Linked DNA regions of Mus musculus: region 1 is linked to region 2. A link is a contact called in public HiChIP or PLAC-seq data. All regions are on one chromosome and are shown on one strand. The core of a region is the stretch at or near the end of the contact, and the rest is flanking DNA. Distances in the headings are between cores, read along the strand shown. Region 1 holds the start of Krt24 (keratin 24). Region 2 holds the start of Ccr7 (chemokine (C-C motif) receptor 7).

Evidence for each region. HiChIP or PLAC-seq counts read pairs in DNA pulled down with a chosen protein or histone mark.
Region 1: a contact with region 2 is called in a BATF HiChIP or PLAC-seq map of CD8 T cells, with 5 read pairs. The contact joins the promoter of Krt24 here to the promoter of Ccr7 in region 2. A contact is called at or near these places in 13 of 39 promoter capture datasets (the 3T3-L1 cell line, 3T3-L1-derived adipocytes, the C10 cell line and 9 more), 2 of 15 datasets of contacts at CTCF or cohesin (CD8 T cells and large pre-B cells), 1 of 484 Hi-C or Micro-C datasets (palatal mesenchyme), 10 of 115 datasets of contacts at active chromatin or transcription factors (the 230-238 cell line, CD8 T cells, Th17 cells and 6 more) and 1 of 9 other capture datasets (adipose tissue).

The regions. Positions count from the first base shown.
Region 1 is chr11:99,283,631-99,290,212 of GRCm38.p6, forward strand. It overlaps Krt24 (keratin 24), which reads right to left and starts at 1,632. Exons shown (of 8, transcript NM_029393.2): 1 at 966-1,632. The coding sequence starts at 1,577. The region is part of intron 3 of Gm32385 (a long non-coding RNA gene); the gene reads left to right.
Region 2 is chr11:99,153,686-99,159,945 of GRCm38.p6, forward strand. It overlaps Ccr7 (chemokine (C-C motif) receptor 7), which reads right to left and starts at 1,392. Exons shown (of 3, transcript NM_007719.2): 1 at 1,304-1,392. The coding sequence starts at 1,313.

The DNA of each region.
Region 1 (6,582 bases), core at 382-2,881, 130 kb after region 2:
GGAAAGAAGGAAGATTGAAGCCCAAGGTGCTTTCTCAGTTGCTTTTGACGCCCACCTGCTGAGGGTACACATCTCCTAGGTCATTAAACTCTTAAAGGTGGGTTAACCCTGGCAGATTCCTTTAGCAGAGACCCTTGGATACTTAGCACTACATCTCTCTGCAATAGGAAACAGCTTCCATAATTGTTGGGGTAGACACAGGACAGTGTTTTATACAATACTGTCCTTTGCTCCTGTCTGCTGGAAGACAGAAGCATCAGAAGATGGGCCATTTCCTCACCTAGTCAAGGTTTCAATGTGAACACAGAATTTCACTTAAAAATATACTTCTCCATACACCTGTGGCTGATTTTTTTTTTCTTTTTAGTTTGATGACATTAGGCAACATGTCACAGATTCTCTAGGAAGAAAAAAATCGTCCTAATGAATCCAGAAAGACACAAAAAAATGTTCTAACCTGTCAGAATGAGTCATGAATAATTAGGTCACCCTAATTATCCCCTTGGTACCATGGCTCTTATGTATGCCTGCCAGTTGGCCATCTGGCATTGTACAAATGCCGTACTCACATTGAGATTCAGACAGAACGCTATTATTGTACATCATATGAGGGACTGTCATAATCCAGATACAGCAGGACCCATTTCGCACACATGAATAATTCATTGACTTCAAATTTCCTTGCAGGGCCCTGGAGATGCCTTAGCATGTATAGACACTTGCTATGTCTAATGCCCTGACTTTGACCCAGGGACTCACTCGGTAGAAGAAGAGAACCAGCTCCCATAAGATGCCCTCTGACTTCCACTCTTGGGCTATGCCATCCGTGCATGTCCCTTCTCCATACACACACGCAGACACACACTCACACACAAGGAAATAAATAAACGTAAGAACAATCCCCTCGGGGTGTATGACCCGAATAAAGCCATACAGGTCATAGGAGCAGAGCTACAGAGGCCCACCTGCTTCTTCAGATCTTCGATGATTGAGTAGTATTGGCTGTAGTCTCTTCCAGACCCACCTTTTACAGACCCATGCTTGCCATACCAGTCCTTGATTTTACACTCCAGATCCGTGTTGGCTTCCTCCAGGGCTCGGACTTTGTCTAGGTAGTTGGCTAGCCGGTCATTGAGGTCTTGCATAGTTTGCTTTTCGCTTCCAGAGAGAAGGCCCCCATCATAGCCACTGACGCCACCAAGACCGCACCCCATACTACCTCCATAGCTAGAGAAGCCTCCACTAGATCCCCCACCAAAGCCAGAGCCCCCACCAAAGCCAGAGCCCCCACCAAAGCCAGAGCTCCCGCCAAAGCCCGACCCTCCACCGTAGCTAGAGGCTGCTCCGAATCCACCCCTTACTGAGCAGCTGCCGAAGCCCCCTCCCATGCTACCCTTAGATCCCCCACTCAGGCTCCAGCTGTTGCTGCTCCCCTGGAAGCCCCAGGCAGAGCCTCCCCCTAGCCCACAGCTGCTCCCACCGCCAAAGGAACTTCCCCCAGTGCACCCCCTGCTGCCCACAGCCCCGGAGGAGGAGACTCGGGAGGAGCAGGACCCTTTCTGAGCTGAGCAGAACATGATGCCTTCAAGGACTGAGCTTCTGCGGTGATAGGAAAGGTGGAGTGAGAGGCCTGTTCCAGTCTGCCTTTTTGGCCCTTATATACACACCGATAGGGTGTTCCTTTTCTCTGAGCATTTCCTAATCCCTGTTACAGTTTTGTTAATCCCTAATTGGATAATTTATTTTCCACGAACCTACTCTACTGGCTCTTTTTTATGAGGCTAGGTCAGACATAGAAAAAAAAAAATAAGGTGGAGCCAATTTTTTTTTTCTTTCAGAATTACTGTTGTCCTTGAGAAGTTTTGATGACTGGCAATTCCAAGTATTCAGAAAGTATAACTCCATTCTATTTGTCCCATGGTTTCCCCGATGGCAGAGCACATCCTCAGATTATCAAGTGTAATTAAAACCCTCAGTGTGGTGACAGGGAACACTTCCCACCGGTTATCTTTTGGTCTGTGTTATGATCAACAGTAAAAGGGAGGAATCATCAGCCCGGATTTTGCATTGAATGAAGCTCTCTCCTCTTTGATTTGGTTATTGCTTTCTTTGAAACTCAGGATGAATTGAGGTGTGAACCTCCTACTTCGAACTGAGGACTGTTGGGTCTCAGGGCCACGCTCATTCAGGCAGACACTGACTGAGGACGGTCGGACAAGGTTTCAGATGGTTCCAGCTTGGAACTAGGGAGAGGCCACCACTGCTTTCCTTTCTGATTGAACTCAGCTCCTCCTTGCTCTGCTCCACTTCGAGATAAGTCCTTGGGTAGTCTAGGCTGGAAGGGAACCTTTGCGTTTCTCATCCTCTCGCCTCTAGTTCCCGAGGGCTGTTATCACAGGCATGCACCACCACAGTCAGTGTTGTACTGGCTTGGGGACTGAACCCAGGGCTTTGTGCTTGCTAGGCAAGCACACCACCAACTCAGCTACACTTCCAGCCCTGTGTTCTTGTCTTACAGCCAGGGTAGCTTCATTCTTTGGAATCAAGTCTTAAGAAATGGAGAGGAACCGATGCCTACAGCTCCTGCCTCTGTTTTGGAGGCAACTGGCAAAGAGAAACTTGAAACCACCATTAATATACAAAGAAGTCATTTTACAGGAGTTTGTTCATTTTGCACATGGAGAAACGGAGTTTGGTCGAGTCTGTCCAGTCTCTCTGCTTAGGTTTTCCTGTTTTTGTCTAAAGGATATTTAGAAGCGAGGACCTTTAATTCTGATAACTCACGCTATGGTTAGGATTATCCTATCTTAGGATCTTCAGTTCCGGAACTTTCCCTGTTCGTTTTCTGCCTTGTATTGTTCTTGTTTGTGGTATAGACAGTTCCTTTTGTGTTGGCTACTAGTTCCTCTGGTTTGAAAGTGCCGTTTAAAAAGTCTAGCAACGGGGCTGCTGAGATGGCTGAGTAGGTATGGGTGCTTGCTGTCAAGTCTGACCACCCTAATTTGATACTTGGACCCACATGGAAGGAGAGGACTGATTCCTGCAAGTTGTCACCTGACCTTCACATTTTGCCACAACCTGAGCACATGCCAACACACACACACACACACACACACACACACACACACACACACACACACACACACTAAATAAATGGTTTTATTTTTAAACTAAAAAATGTGAAAGCATGTTTCATCCCACTTGTATTAAGCACCCAGAGGAATCAAATTCATAGCCATACACAGTAGGAGGGTTGCACCAGGGGCTGGGCGGGCTTGGGGGTGGGACCGCTGCTGTTGAGTTGGTAGGGATTGACCTCTCAGTGTGGCAAAGCTTCAGTAGGTCAGTTGCTCAGACAATGTGAGTGCGCTCGCCCCTGCTGAACTGTACCCATCAAGTGACGGCGATGGGAAGCTTTATGTGTTTATTTTATCACAATTTTTTAATAGGTGACATTTTCCACAGTTGTGCTTAGCTTTATACTCAAGTAACTGGGTTTTCATATTTGAAACTTTCTCCCTTGCCTTGGCGGACTTTTAAATCATGTGCGTGCTTTAATCTCTAGCTAACCTTTTTCCTTAAGCTGATTTTATTGTGTGTTTATTATTAACTAGGTGATAATTACTTTTACTGTGTGTGTGTATGTGTATGTATGTGTATGTATGTGTATGTGTGTGCATGTGTGTGTGCATGTGTGTATATGTGTATGTATGTATTTGTGTGTATGTATGTGTGTGTATGTATGTGTATGTGTGTGTATTTGTGTGTATTTGCATGTGTATGTGTGTGCATGTGTGTGTATGTGCATGTGTATGTGTGTGTGTATGTGTGTGTGTGTGTGTGCATGTGTATGTGTGTGTGTGTGTGTGCATGTGTATGTGTGTGTATGTGTGTGTGTGTGCATGTGTATGTGTGTGTGTATATGTGTGTGTGTGCATGTGTATGTGTGTGTATGTGTGTGTGTGTGTGCATGTGTATGTGTGTGTATATGTGTGTGTGCATGTGTATGTGTGTGTACGTGCACGCGCATACATGCTAGACCATCTGGCCAGCAAACCTCAGGGACCTTCCCTGCCTCTACCTCGCCATGCCTAGCTTTGAATATGGGTTCTGGGGATCAATTCGGGGTCTGGCAAATGAGGACGTTTTTCTCCCTCTGTAGATTAGGAATCTTTCCACTCAGGGGCGGAGGAGGTTTTAAAGGGAATGAACGGGAAATGAAAGAAACCTGACGGAACATAGGAGGCGAAGAACCTGGGCAGAGAGCTTCCTGTGAAAGGCCAGGAGGACAGCATTAAAAAAACTGATAGTCACTTTGTGTTTATGGCTTTTTCTGTAACTATCCTCTGGGCTGGAGGGCTTTAAAGCCTTCAATTATGTTGTTTCTTGGGATATCAGAACATTTGGGTCTTAACTGAGGAAGTATGGAATGGCTGACTTGGTGTTAGTTTTCTTTATGTTTTGTAATGCTAGTTTCCCTTTTCCCCTCCCTTCTTCCCTCCCTCCCTCCCTCCCTCCCTCCCTTCTTCCTTCCCTCCCTCCCTCCCTTGCTTTCTTCTTTGATTTCTTTATTCCCAATGCTAGGGGTCTAACCCAGATACTCAGGGACTTACACATGCTGCGCAGTGTTCTGCCTCTGATCAACCTTTCTAAATTTTTCTTATTTATCCTTTAAATTGACTTTCAAAATTAAGGTTTTTGTCTGTGTGTATGCGTGCGCAATTCTCTGTGTAGAAGCGTGTCGTGGTCAGAAAGTCTTGTCTTTCATTTATTTACATTATTATTATTATTATTATTATTATTATTATTAAGATAGAGCCTCTCATTGATCCTGGAGCTCACCGCTTCAGCTACCCTGGCTGCCTGTGAGCCCCCGGGATCCTCCTGCCTCTGTCCTCCAGCTTGGGAGTTACAAGTGTGCACAGGTATGCTGGCTTTTATGTGGGTTTAGGGGATCTGAACTCAGCTCCTCATGTTTGTATAGCAAGCTCTTTATCCATGGAGCCATACCCCAATCTCTCAGATTAAGTTCTCAGGAGATACTTTTCTGGGTCTTCTCAGAATGGACCAATGGGACAGGCATTTAATGGCTAAAACAGCTGTTGCTACTGAAAGATCCTGACAGAATGTAAAAGGACACAGAAGCCCTGAAATTGGTAAGATAGATGTCAGTGTTAGCAGAACTAGCTTCACTGATTTAGAAAAATAGAGGTGCACAATGCTCTGGCCACTCCTTGAACCTGTGTGTCTGCCAATGTTTTGACCATTCCTTGACCCATGTGTGTGCCCACTGATGAAGCCCATTGCCAGGTGTTTGTGATATTGGTTGCTGAGAAAGAGTCAGAAAATCCCCCCAGCAACCACAGCCAGGCCAATCCTGAGTTGCTACACCTGCACCAGACTCTTTCCTTGTACCCCTCCCATACCCATTTCTTGAGAATAGACATTGTTTAGATCTGGAAGTCCCCTACTCCCCCCTTCTCCTTTCTCCCCTGAGGGCCTATAAAAACTGGGACCTCTTTCCCCTCGAGGTCGACTCCTCTACCCCTGCGTGGGATATGAGTCGTCCCCAGAGCTCTGGCTTTCCAATAAAGCCTCATGTGGTTTACATCAAGCTCAGTCTATCGTGAGTTCTTGGGTGTCCGCTATTGTCCTGAGGCCTGAGCGAGGGGCTCCTTTCAGAGTCTTTCACTACCTCCCATGCTTCAGGTGATGAGTCAGGGTAGACATGAACGCACAGACGGTCTTCAGAATTTCCTTCTCTTCCTTAGTGTTCCCTAAAAGCATCTTCATACTCCCCAGTGCATCTGTCTTGCTTCTCTCTTTTTTTTTATTATGTATTTTCTTCAATTACATTTCCAATGCTATTCCAAAAGTCCCCCACCCCCTCCCCCCCACTTCCCTACCCACCCATTCCCATTTTTTGGCCCTGGCGTTCCCCTGTACTGGGGCATATAAAGTTTGCCTGACCAATGGGCCTCTCTTTCCAGTGATGGCCGACTAGGTCATCTTTTGATACATATGCAGCTAGAGACAAGAGCTCTGGGGTACTGGTTAGTTCATATTGTTGTTCCACCTATAGGGTTGCAGATCTCTTTAGCTCCTTGGATACTTTCTCTAGCTCCTCCATTGGGGGCCCTGTGATCCATCCAATAGTTGACTGTGAGCATCCACTTCTGTGTTTGCTAGGCCCCGGCCTAGTCTCACAAGGGACAGCTATATCACTGTCCTTCTTGCTTCTCTTCTAATGAACGAATCTGTGCAGGAGGCTAATCTGGATTCTGTGATCTGCAAACTGTCTGGTGGTGTTTATTGGATTAAATGAAAGGCTTGCCTTCATGTGTTTAAATACAATTCTGTTCTGTACTGAGGCTTCGGGATTTGTTAGTAAACCTTACTCCACGGTGTTTCCAGACATTCTCAGATGTGACACTCCACTGTCTTTGTCAAAGATAACAAATTAGTTCTTGGCACTTCCTCCCGTCAAAGATAACAAATTAGTTCTTGGCACTTCCTCCCACTGTAAGTGGAAGCCTGAAGAACATAGTGAGTTTTCAGTGGACTAGAACATCTGGATGTGAC
Region 2 (6,260 bases), core at 142-2,641:
TATTTGCTTTCTAAAATATACTTAGAGAGGCTGATTCTATCCATCCATCCATCCACACATCCATCCATCCATCCATCCATCCATCCATCCATCCATCCATCCATTCCTCCATCCCTCTCTCCCTCCCTCCCATCAACACTTTTTACTTACACCCAAAACATCTGAGAGGCAGAGGTGTAAGAACAAAATCCTGCTTCCCATGAGTTCATAGCCAGCAGAGGTGGACCCCACTATATACCTTCCACAGCTGGATCTAGATCTAGGGTGCAATGCACGCTGGGCAGGAGAGACAGATAAAGATGCTGCTGGCTGTGGTGTGGCTTGGAGGGGGTGTGAGGACAGCACCAGGGAACCTTCACTTTTTAAAGTCAACCCCTTGTGGCTTTGAGGCTGGTGAGCGGAACTCTAGGAACTTGGCCCCTCCAGCCCCAGCCGAGTCTGACTCTGCAGCCGAGATTTAAGATGTGTAACTGGGGTGTCTGGAGCTGGACTCCCCTTGGCACTTTGCTATAGTAGACACTGAGGCTTGCCTGGTAGAATAGCTTGTTATAGAGAGGGCTGTGGTGTGTGGGCTTTGTTTTAGGGGCTGTGCTGTGCTGGCTACAGTTTCTCTACGTGGAGTGCCCCCTGGGCCACTCAATTTTATGTTAGTCATTCACCCTTTAACCTGCAAGAGGCACAAAACCTGGGATGTGTAGGAGGGAGGAAGGGAGGGAGGAAGACAGACAGAGACAGACAGACAGATGACAGGCAGAGACAACAAGAGGCAGAGGTGGCAGCTAGTATTTGTATTGCACTATGCACAGCACAGTTTCCATCAGTTTCACTCTTCTCGTGAGCAAGGAGATTCAAATCCTGGTTTAACAGGACAGAAAGGAGGGACCCAGAGTGGGAGCAGGGTGTCCTGAACTCTCTAAAGAGAATTTTCTTAGTCCCCAGAGGTGCCAGAGAACATCACCCATCCCTACCAGCTGAGAACGTGTTCTATCCAGGCATCAAGGTCAGTCTACCAGGCTGTTCATTGCCTGCTGCTTGAGAGGACCCAACTTTATGCCTGTGTCTGTCTTGGCATCCACAGCTGTTCCTTCCCCTGGGTCTGAAAGAGCAGGTACATCCTCTCTCCAATGCCTCATCCAACGGGATGGCATTCTCTGAAAGCAGCCACCAGTTCACACCAACTGCCCTGATTGCTCTGGAAACTCCCCCCCCCCCCCATGACCCCTATCCCCCATGCATGTTCATTGCCCTAGAGTCTGGCTTTGTGTCAGAAGTTTTGACTTCTCTTAAGAGAAAGCTTACTTACCTGGGTCCATGGTGCTCTGGGGGCTGTAGAAATCACACAGGAAGGCTGTGCTTTTGGTTCTTGTCTCTCTCCAGCTAGCCCTCTCTGGCAGGGAGGAAGTGGTAAGAGCCCCTTTTAAGTTGTTCCAGAGCCCCTCCCACTCCTGTCCCACCCCTCAGAGTCTTCCTGGGCCACAAGGTATGTGATAACCACATTCGGCTGTCATAGGATCCTGAATCACTGAGTCGTTTGCCTTCAGAAAGCCCCTGGTAGTAGTGCCTTGTAGAGACTCAGGGAGGAGCTGCTTACATCTGTGAGTGCCAAGCACGCCTGGGTGGCTGCTGTGGGGTGAGATAGGCTGAGGCTCGGGAGTCAGAGGTGTACTTGCATCCTTCTCTTGGTTTTGAATAAAAGTCTCCCTTTCAGTATGAACTTGATCAGTGGCTATTGTCCCAGCAGCCGCCAGGCAGCCCCGACATACACCTGCGCAGCCAGGGTGAGGTCTGTTGAACGGTCCGGCCAGCAAGGCTTCAGTGACACAACCACGAAGTGAAAGTTTGAGTGTTTATTTTTAGTACTTAAGCTAAACATCACAGGACCTAGATGCTAGATATGAGGGTGCCTGGAGCCCCTCGGCTTTCTCTACTAACCGAGAGGACATCAAGTCTAAGTCATTATCCAAACTGGTTCCCCAAGAAGAGATTTTATTTATTTATTTATTTATTTATTTATTTATTTTATTTTATTTTATTTTATTTTATTTTATTTTATTTTTGTCAGTGCCATGATTGTCCTAGAACTTGTTCTGTGGACCTAGCTAGCCTCGAACCCATGGAGATCTACCTGCATCTGCCTCCCGAGTGCTGGTATTAAAGACATATGCCACCATGCCTGGCCTATTTTTATTTTACTTTTTTTATTCTTTGTGACCACACCCATTTTCCCCCACAGGGAAACTGATTGATATATTTATTGGCATTTTTAATTGTTGTGCCTGTGTGGTGTGTATGGTGTGTGTACACACGTGTATGTGTGCGATCGTATGCGTGAATGTGGGGATTTTATGCCATTGCACGTGTGAAGATCAGAGACAATGTCAGGTGTCAGCCTACTTCCATTCTGTTGCAGGTATCACGTCTTTATTGAGTGCCCCATTCTATACTAAGGTGAGCTGGCCTTCTGGGTGCGTGGTCTCTTGTCTCTGCTTCCCATCTCCTTGGGGGACTGCTAGGATGACGAATGCTCATGCTACTGCCAAGCTGCTTATGAGGGTTCTGGGATTTGGACTCAGTTCCTCGTGTTTGTGGGGCAATTCTCTGTTAGCTACTAAGCCACCTCCCCAGTCCAAGGAGTGGGTTTAAAACAAGCATAGAGATCATGTGGGGACTGTGGGTGGCCATTGAGTTCTAGAGCAAATATCTAAATGTTCCATTTCCAGGAGAGACACCTGTAAATTTTTTTATCTCTAGCCACTGATTGTAGACAATTCAGTGAGCGACAGGACCCGACACAGAGCTCAGAATGACTTAGCCCTTCTTCTGTATTAACTAGTTAAAAACAGGGGGCTGGAGAGATGGCTCAGTGGGTAAGAGCACTGACTGCTCCTCCAGAGGTCCTGAGTTCAATCCCCAGCAACCACGCGTTGGCTCACAACCATCTGTAATGGGACCCGATGCCCTCTTCTGGTGTGTCTGAAGAGAGTGACAGTGTACTCATATACATAAGATAAATAAATAGTTAAAACAGTTGCCATGACAACATAACCCTTTAGGCACTCACTTGATACCCTTGCTCTGCTCTGCATACAGGGACTACATTTCCCGGACGACTTTCCCTCTAGCTTCTGGAGAGAATTGGCCATGAGGTTATACTGACAGGTAATGGAAGGTTGAAAGAAAGGAATTCATCTGTGTTTCCTTCCTTTCTTTTAAAAGACAACAGCTCTAGTTAGCTATAGTTCATATCTAAATTCACCTTTGAAAACGATTCATTGATTTTTATTTTATGTGTATGAGCATTTGCCTGAGTGCCTTTCTGTGTACCACCTGTGTGCCTACAGCCCGTGGAGGTCAGAAGACGGCGTCAGATCCTCTGGAACTGGAGTTACAGGCCTTGTGAGCTGATGTGTGGGTGCTGGGAACTGAGCCTGGATCCTCAGCAAGAGCATCAAGTGTCCTTAACTGTTGCGCCATCTCTCCCGTCCCCACATTTCCTCTTTTAAAGTAGACATTTCTGTGGTGTTTATATAGTCACGGCGTTTATTCGCCACGGTAAACTTTGAATCATTTTTAGTCAGATCTCCTCAGCCATTATTTCCGATGATTCCCATGTCCTTTCCACCTGTGCACATAACTGCTCTGAGCCGCAGACCTACTTTCTTTCTGTAGATTTGCTTCTGTTGATTAATGCACATAAATAGACACAATGTTACCTTCATATCTATCTTCTTTTAATTAGGTTCATCTATATGGAGTATGTTTCAACTCTCCACTCCTTTCTGTGGCTGAATAATATTCCATTGTGTGGATATACCACATTTGTTTTATCTACTATTAGTTGGCTATTTGGATTGTTTCTACTATTTAGTTATCATGAGTATTGTTGCTATAAATATTCATTTACAAGGGTTTTTGGGGGGGGCATGTATAATTTGTTGTATTTAGTTTTTTATTCCTGTGAACAGATGGCAAGACCAAGGTAACTTATATAAGAAAGCATTTAATTGTAGGCTTGCTTACAGTTTCAGAGGATGAGTTCACATCCATCATGGTGGATGATGGCATGGCAGGAGGCAGGCAGGCAAACAAGGTATGGGAGCAGTAGCCGAGAGCTTTCATGTTGAGGCATGAGGGAAGGAAGGAGAGAATGGGGGTGGGGGAAGGGAGAGGGAGAAAGAGCTGTGTGCAGGCATGTGGCACAGCATGCTTGTTGAGGTCAGAGGACATCTTGCAGGAGTAAGTCTCCTCTTCCCACCAGGTCTACTCCTGGGATCAAACTCAGGTTGTCAGGCTTGTCAGCAAGCACCTTTACCCATTAAACCATCTTGCATACCCCAGAACCCTATATGTTTTGTTTTAGTAATTATCTAATTCATTCATTCATTCATTCATTCATTCATTCATTCATTCAACAAACAGATATTTGGCATGCACTTATGTGTTAGGTATAGTGATGGACAGTATTGATCCAAAGACAAGCACACATGATCCTTGGCCTTGCTTAACTTACATGGAGTGAGTAGTCTGTTTGGACTCTTAAAATACCATGGACTGGATGTCTTACACAACAGAAATATGTTTCCTCATGGTTCTAGAGGCTGGAAGTCCCAAGGCAAAGGCCAGTAGGGTCAATTTCTGGTAATGTCACTCACATACCAATTCCATGGAACCAGGACCCTACTCTATAGTGCTATTTAATTTAAATAACTTCCTTAGATTCTCTACGTAGCAGTAGTTAGCTAAATCATTTTGTGCTCCCGATTCGTCACACCCATGCACCTGCCCAAGAGCTATCTGGATTCAAGAATGAAGCACACACACACACACACACACACACACACACACACACACACCAGTTAATTTTAAATATGCTTTGACTAGCTCAAAGGCTGGGCAGTTCTAATCTTCCCTGTGGCTAGAACACATTTCCCTTTGGTACTCCTGGCTTAATGCCCTCTAATTCTATATTTTATCTTTGTTGCCCTGGCTCCTTCTGGGTGCCCCTACCCCAGTCTTTGCTGCCCAAGACACTTCTGAGCTGTTCCTCCAGGGCCCGAATTCTTTCTCTCCTACATTTCGGATGCTTTTCCTTTTGCGTCTCTAATTCTGATCTGTTTCCCTCCAAACCACGACAATGCTCTCTCCTTCCTCTCTCCCAGTTCCCAGCCTGAGCAAATCTAAAGGTCTTGTTTCAGTCTACCTGCCCAACCATTGGCCATTGGCTCTTTTTTGATTGATCAAAAACCAATTGGGGACAAGGATCTTTAGTGTTTGGACATGCAGTTTCCCGATTTTGGGGGCTGGATTAATTCAAAGCATTAAAACCAACCCCCAACAGCTTTATTCTCAAATCCAGCCATCGTAGGGTCATAACTTTAGCATATGATCTTTGTGGGTGATGGTGGTAGGGAGTATCCAGTCCACCACAGTGAAGAAGATAGACAAAGATGGATCTTGTCTTATCAACAGAGGGTTCTGATGAAGTCCTGTAATTTTAGCACTAAGAAGCTGAGGCAGGGGCTGGACAGATGGCTCTGCAGTTAAGCGCACTGGCTGTTTTTCCAAAGGACCTGGGTTCAGTTCCCAGCACCCACATGGCAGCTCACAACTGTCTATGACTCCTGATCCAAGGGAGCTGGCACCCTCATATATACAGTCAGAACACCAATGTACATAAAATAAAAGTAAATTATTAAGAGGAGGAAGAGGAGGAGGAGGAGGAAGGCTGAAGAGACAGCACAGACATTCAAAGCACTGGCTGCTCTTGAAGAGGTCCTGAGTTCAATTCCCAGCAACCACATGGTGGCTCATAACCATCTCTAATGAGATCTGGTGTCCTTTTCTGGCCTGCAGGTATACATGGAGGCAGAATACCGTATGAAGAAGAAGAAGAAGAAAAAGAAGAAGAAGAAGAAGAAGAAGAAGAAGAAGAAGAAGAAGAAGAAGAAGAAGAAGAAGAAGAAGAAGAAGAAGAAGAAGAAGCAGCAGCAGCAGCAGCAGCAGCAGCAGCAGCAGCTGAGGTAGGAAGATTGCCACACTTGGATCTGCCACCTTTACAGAGTGAGACTCTGTGGCCAAAAAACCAAGGAACACAAAGTGAGACAAATGACAAGACACAATCACTCTCAAACAATATGAAGAGAAATGGCACCCACAAACAGGCTCACCTTAATTTTGGGAAGGGCTCGGAAGGTGATGTTTTATTTATGATGAACTAAAGTCTTCATTGCATTATTTTTTACGGCTTTTTGTTGTTGTTA